2 separate regions of the Gossypium hirsutum genome follow, and region 2 is linked to region 1. The links are chromatin contacts, called in public Hi-C maps. All regions are on one chromosome and are shown on one strand. The core of a region is the stretch at or near the end of the contact, and the rest is flanking DNA. Distances in the headings are between cores, read along the strand shown.

The links. Hi-C and Micro-C count contacts between places; a contact is called where the count stands out from the background.
Region 2: a Hi-C map of leaf shows a contact between it and region 1, with 2.5 times the contacts expected there. The contact joins the promoter of LOC107886614 here to the promoter of LOC107886577 in region 1. A contact is called at or near these places in 3 of 34 Hi-C or Micro-C datasets (all in leaf).

What each region holds. Positions count from the first base shown.
Region 1 is chrA03:99,328,328-99,332,198 of Gossypium_hirsutum_v2.1, forward strand. LOC107886577 reads right to left here and starts at 1,293. Exons shown (of 4, transcript XM_016810578.2): 1 at 395-1,293; 2 at 121-273; 3 at 1-42. The coding sequence starts at 1,168.
Region 2 is chrA03:99,549,661-99,552,998 of Gossypium_hirsutum_v2.1, forward strand. LOC107886614 (spermidine synthase 1) reads left to right here and starts at 1,835. Exons shown (of 9, transcript XM_016810639.2): 1 at 1,835-2,239. The coding sequence starts at 2,035. It overlaps LOC107886615 (a long non-coding RNA gene), which reads right to left and starts at 1,827. Exons shown (of 2, transcript XR_001680806.2): 1 at 1,177-1,827; 2 at 1-555.

The sequences.
Region 1 (3,871 bases), core at 43-2,542:
AAGAGCAATCTTCTGAGCCGTTTGTCGTTGCTGAACAGCTTCCTGTTGAACCACGAATGTCAAATTTAAGCGAAAACCCTTGACAGAATTGAGTATGGTTAGCATGAGCCTTAAACTCACCTTGCCCAGAATGCCAAGTTTCCCAGGCAAATTCATGGTTAGACTTTTGCTGTTATCGATGGCTGAGTTATTATCAAGCTGAGATTCTGGTTGTTGGGCAGCCGCCACCCTTCCACGCTTTAAACTTGGTGGTGGTGTTGAACTTTTCTTTTCCTGCAATGGCTGAAATTTGAATTGTATAATCAAAGACAAAAAAACACCCTTGAAAAAGTTAATATGGAGAAAAACATGGCAAATTTTTAAATGGAAAAAAAGGGGGAAAAAGTGTACCTACAGCTGAGATGAGAGGACTGTTTGGGATTCTAGGCTCCCGGTCGATGACACTTTTGCTCCTTGGAAACTTTGAAGCCGAGGAAGGTGCAGCACAGCTTTTTCTAAGCAAAGCTGGACTTTCTCCTTTTGTATCCATCATTTTTGCCAACAATCCCCCACCAAAAGAGCACCTTATACCACCACTAACATTTCCATCTTTCCCTACCCTTCTTATCATCGGAGACATCATCGGAGTTCTCACCAGATTAGACCGCTCTTTCACCGGAGTACATTGATCAAAATCTAAAGGTACCGGCTTTAAAACTAAAGGAGAAGAGATCTCATCAGTCCCATTAACACCCTTGCCCCAAGAACCTCTTCTATGTAGCTTAGACTCTTGTTTTTGCTCACTTTTCTCCCCTTTTCTTCTTAAACCCATTAAAGGCTCGGGTGTCCCAACTAAAGGATGCCTTCCAGGGAGGGGCTTTGCACCTTTAACAACAGGAACAGGAGAGCCAGGCTCCAATCTATCAACATAAATGAACTGCCCAAGTTGCATTTTGTTGCTAAGAACAAAATCATCTTGGTCTGAAGGAAGACTAACGTAAATGGAATGCGAAGAATCGGAGACCTTGATGTAAAAGCCATGTTTAGGCCAAAGGTTCTTCTCATCAAGATCAGCCGGCACAATATCAGTGACCTGCAAAAGCGAACTCCTATGTTCACTAGTTGGCTTCACCCCAGTGTTCATCCCATTGAGTAATTTCAGCAAAATCCCAGGTGCCAATGCCGCCATAATCTCTAATCTAACTTCCCTGAATTGAAAAAGATCTCAAGGCATAAAAGAAGTGAAAGAAAGAAGGAGAGTTTGTTTTGGGGGTAGGATAAGACGTTAGCGAACGGTAAGTTTTGAGTTTGGGAAAGCAAAGGTTTTTAAATTTTGGAATTTTTGGAACGTTGGGGCAACGGTCATGTGGTGGGGCGTCTTATCATAATGATTTTTAATTATACAAATTTGGGAAAAAAGTTTTGCTTCCGGATGCTCACCTCACCTGCTTTTGCTAGTGATTTGGCTATTCGCTCAACGCACGCAGCGTTTCATTTAACTCTTGAAATGGACTTGGCTTACAGCTCAAAAGGGCCTTTAAGCCCAGTTCTGTAAATTTGGCTATTTGGTAAACGCACGAGAGCCATGTCACGTGTAACGCTAGTGTATTAATGTACACTTTCTGCCTCATTTACATTTTATAGTTTTGAATATCGAAATTAATAAAAGACTCATTCACATATTTCTCACTTTTATTAATCGATGAATACAACTTTACAACTCTCTATTTTTTCTCAAGTTTCTGATAATAAGTGTATCAGAGTTTTTACTTTCCTTAATTTTAATTATAAAACTTTATCCTTTTCAATTATTTTATAAGTCGGCTAATCACTACTTTCTCCATTAATTTTAAATTTTTTATATCTATTTTCATTATCCAAGGGTTGATTACATTAGCCCTTGAACAATTTTTGCACAAAAATCTCTTATGGTTTGAATATTAGAATCAATAAAAGACTTTCTCTATTTTTGATAACTGTTGAATGCAACTCTCTCCTCCATTTGCTCTTTTCTTTTTTTCTTTAGTTTTTAACAATCTCTTCAAGAGTTTTTATTTTCCTTAATTTTAATTATAGACCCTTATTATCTTCTTTTTTTTTTTATTGAGTCGGTCCATCACTATCTTCCCGATTAATTTATGAGTCATTATATCTAGTTCCATTCTTTAAAAGTTTACTCACAACTTCATTAGTTGTATCGTCTCTTAAATAATCTGGGCTACTTAATTAAAAAAGCCCCTAATTTATTATGGTGTAATGTTAATGTACTAAGCTCCGTTTTATCTTTATTGGTCATTTCACTTATCATTGCTTCTTTATTGATGTATACCTTACCACACTCAATACTATGCTCATGTATTGGAATTTTTATTTGAACAACAGAGAATGGATTTGTATTGGAATTTTTTTTTTGAACAACAGAGAAAAATACAAAAAAACAATCAAAAAATCAAGAAAGGTGATTTATTTTTTTCTTTTATTTATTTTTCGAATTTTTTATGTAATATAAGAAAAACACATAAAATAAAGAGGAAAAGAAGGAACTTACCTGACGATTTGCGTTCCACCATCGAGAGAGGCCGAGGTCGCTATCTCCAATGAAAGATGGCTCTAACAAGAAGTTTTTTAAACTCAAAAATCGAAAGGTTTCTTCGAGATTTCTGCGATTCGGTGGGTTTTTGGGAAAAACCAATCCCAAATTTAGGCTAAGGGAGCCGAAACGACCAAAAAGGGGTTTTTTGTATTTTTCGGTCACTGTAGATGGCGAAGCCGTCGCCGACAACCGGCGGCCATTGTGGAGGCTTGCCGGACTAGTGGCCAGATTCTGAAATGCTTTCAGAGAGAAAACAGAGAGAAAGAGGAAGTGGGGTTTTTTTCAAAACACTGATGAAATGAATTTTTTTTTGGATTTTTAACTTAAATAGAGGGTCAAAACGGCATCGTTTTGAGGTGTGACCCGAAAGCCCTACCCGATCCTCGCAAGATCCGCGTGTTTTTTATGCAGGGGCTCTATTTGTGCCTTTGGTCCTTCCGCTTTTGCGGCTTGTTTCAATCTAGCCCTATCTTATTTTTTATTTTTTTCTTTTGTCACTTAATTTTATTTTATTTTCATTTTGGTCCTTGGACCATTTTAAGAGGTGGGCACTTGAAACGGCGTCGTTTCAGCCGACCCGACGATCCAACCCGATTTGTCTTAGGATCTACGTTTTTTCGTAGCATTGATTTATTTGTGACCCTGGTCCTTCCTCTGTTGAACCATTTTTAATTCGGTTCTAATTTCATTCTTTTTTTTATTTTTTAGGTTATACCTTTTAATTTTAAATTATTTTCAATTTAGTCCTCCGATTTGCCAAAAAATGGAGCGTTTAATGGGCTTGAGAATATTTTCCCAATTTATCTCTGCTCCTTTGTGCGCATCACATTTTAGCCTCTTTATCATTTATTTTATCCTGATTTGCCTCAAAATTCCACTTAAGTTTCGATTTAGTCCTTCTTATATTTATTCATTTATTTTATTATAATTTAGGCTCTTAATTTCATTTCAATTTCAATTTAATCCTTATTTATTTAATTTCAACCCTGTATAGATTTTTTATATATCATTTTATTTATTTATTTATTTATTATTTCCCTTACTTTTTTAAATATTTAAAATTGGTCTGTTTTTGTTTTTCCGTTTTATTGTGCTTTTTTTTTCTTTTTCCTTTATTTTTGTTATTATTATTCCATTATTTATTTATTTATTTATCACCTTTTTTTGTACTTTCAAAATTAGATTATTTATACTTTCACATTTATTATTATTATTATTATTATTACTACTACTTACCTTTCTTCGATTATTTCTATTATTATTAGAATAATAATTATAATACGGTCATTGACATCTTCA
Region 2 (3,338 bases), core at 585-3,084, 220 kb after region 1:
ACCCCATTCTCTTTTAGCATCATTGGAATAATATCTCTTAATTGGGATAATATCAACAATGCAGCACCGCCATATACGAAACTAAAACCTTGATAAATGAAATGAAATATTGAACTGAAATTGCATTATGCTCAATTATGACTATTTTCTATATAAGAGCGTGTTAAAAGCTATGCCTCCAAATGAGGCTCTACGGCACAAATGCAAGTTTCATTTACCAGCTTTTCTTTCACTTCTCACAACCAGTCAAAGATCCTCACCTTGGCCTGCTTTGGGAGGGAAGGCTTGAAAGATATGAAATGGCAGCAGAAGGTAAGACAGATACTTAAAAACATGAACCACAAATTCCTATATATGTAGCTGTGAAACAAATATTCAACTACTCTGGAGAACAAAGGTAAAGCAGATACTTAAAAACATGAACCACAAACCCTGCTTACGTAATGCTAGACTTAAAGCATAACAAGAATCATTTACCAGCTTTTCTTTCACTTTTCACAACCAGTCAAAGACTTGGCCTGCTTTGGGAAGGAAGGCTTGAAAGATATGAAATGGCTGCAGAAGGTAAAACATATACTTAAAACAGAATCACTTAAACCAAAAAAAAAAAAGAAAATGAAGAAGCTAATTCCTTGTTCTTCAACATCAAATGTTGTAATTCTTTGAACATATTATTATTAGATGCATATACATATATACAAATCTGAGTACGAGTAACATAATATGGATACGATGAAGCATTGCACGAAATAGAACGTGCAAAACAGAATAATAAAACAAAATCGAAGTAGAAATCATTTTCTGAACGAAACTTAAATTTGCATTTCTTTTTTCATATAATTCTAGAATTTTCCTATCAACCAAACAGAGACTTAAAAAGAATCCATTATGATATAATACTCTTTAAGAATTGCATGAACAGTTAGTAAACGAGATAGTGACAAACAAACAGAAAAACACAGAATTTCGATCAAAAACCGAAAATTAAAAGAAAAAAAACACTTTGATAAAAAACAGCGAAACAAGCTTCGATCTGCTAAAAATACACTTAAAATCAAACAAAAAGCACGCACAGATCAGTGAGAGCAGAGGTGACATTTAACATAAACAGGGGCCAAAATCTTTCTAACTATGGACAAGAAACCGATTCACAAAACTATGGAGAAGAAAATATACCTTTCTAAAGCAAGTCTGTGAAGAAAGTCTGCCCAAGACAAGCCAAACAGTACAACCAAACTAGCAGAAAACCCAAGCAAGATCTCAGACAAAAACAAGCAGAAAATCCCCAAATCAATTTATAAAAAGAAGAAGAAATCAAGGGGGAAAAGGAGCCCGAAACCAAATCAAGGGAGAACGAAAGGGAGAAGGGAGAACGAACGGGAGAACGAAACCAGATCGGTGTAGAGAGGAGAAGGGAGAACAAGAGTGTAGAGAAGGGAGAACGCTGGAAAAATCGGAAAATGTCTTACTAATTCCAAATCGGTAAGACATTTTCCAAAATTAAAAGCTTCTTTTTCCCGTGTTTGTAATTGATTTTACGTGAGGAAAATATTTTCCTCCAATCAAACACTGAAAAATGGGGAAAATTAATTCCGAAAAATATTTTCCCCCTATCAAACCGACCCTAATTATTAATTAAGTAAAAAGGAGGAAGAAAATCACAACTTCACAAGTCACAATCTCAGTCCACACACAAAAGACGCGTCGTTTGCAAGCAGATTCTTCGTAATCCATATATGACGATATAAATTGAAATTTTGATTTTTCTTCCTCAAATATTCTTTTTTTTTCTGCTTTTTAATTTATATTATACTAATATATTATTTGGCGAAGGCCTAAACAGCCCAGCCCTTACAGCAACAGGCGTCTGGATGCTACTATAAAGCAAGACCAAAGACCAAGCTAGTGTGGCCTCTTTTTATCTTTCAGTGACCTGTATCCAGCCAACCCGAGATTTTCTATTTTCCGATTCTTTTTAGGTCTTTTTTCCCAATTTTTTTTGTATTTCTAAAACAGAAACAAATAGGTGTCTCAATGGCAGAAGAGAGCGGTGCCCCTGTAAGTTGTGCTGATTTGCCCGTTAAAAGGCCCAGGGAAGACGAAGAAAACGGGGTCTCTTCTGCTGCTGCTGCTGTTGCCATGGAAATGGAAGCTGATACCAATAATACTTCCAAGGAAGCTGATGGGATTTCCTCTGTTATTCCTGGATGGTTCTCTGAGATTAGCCCAATGTGGCCTGGTTCGTTTTTCAACTCTCCTAATTCCCCATTATTTCTCCTAATCTTTTCTTTACGTTTCCTTTTGGAGAAAAGAATGTAAAGTGTTGTTTTTTTTTCTTTCTCTGCTTCGATTCCAAAGAGGGCTTTTTTCTTAAATCTGGGTTTTTTTCCTTTATGATTTTCGATGCATGTTTTAATCTATTTATATTTTTTATGGTTATAGATTTGTTTTAGATTATGGGTGAACAAGTTTCTGTGCTTTTTATTTGGCTTTCAACTGATTTGAATGAAAAAAAAATTATTTTATTTTATTTTATTTTATTGTGCTTATTTTGATTGTGTAAGATATTGGTTCCATCTAAGGGCGTTACTTATTTTGATTGAATTCATGGGTTGGGTTCTTTTCAACTTCGTTCCCCCTTTTATTCGTCACTTCTGATGTGCGTTCTTATCTGATATTTTCTGTTTTTGGCTCTTCTTTAGGGAAAAAAGGGGTTCTCAAATGGTCCCATCTCCCATATTGAGGATGTTTTTATTTTGGACATCTCATGTAACTTGGTTGTCATTTCTGCTTGTGTAGTGGGTCTGTTTGTGATTCTTTATAGTGAAAAAGGAAAAGGAAAAAAAAAGCTTTATTTTTATATGTCTAACTTCTAGTTAACTACATTTTCATTGAATGTTAAGCGTTTACGCTTCTTTGTGCACATTTGCTTGTTTATATGATTGACATCTCGAAGTGCATACTGCTTGCATGTTGTCACTTGTGTGTATTTTTCTTATTTGGGAGTGTGTACTATTAGTTTAATAGCGACGTCTGATCTATATTCATTCATAATTCAATGTGTTAATCCATTGCTTCCAATTTTGATTCTTGGATTTATGGGTTCTTTCATAGTAGTTACTGTGAAAGTTGTGGAGTATGAGGCTGGTGTTACTTTTGCAAGTTAGGGTCTTTTTAGTGTGCACGGGGGTTTCCATGCAGTAGGCTTTGTAGGTTACTTGAAATTAAGAAAGATGTAAGGGAGGAAGTAGCATAATAATTCACTGAAATGATACTTTCTTTTTATTTAGTATCTGAGAAGAAAAACATCTTTAGTGGCTCTGTTTTATATGAAATAT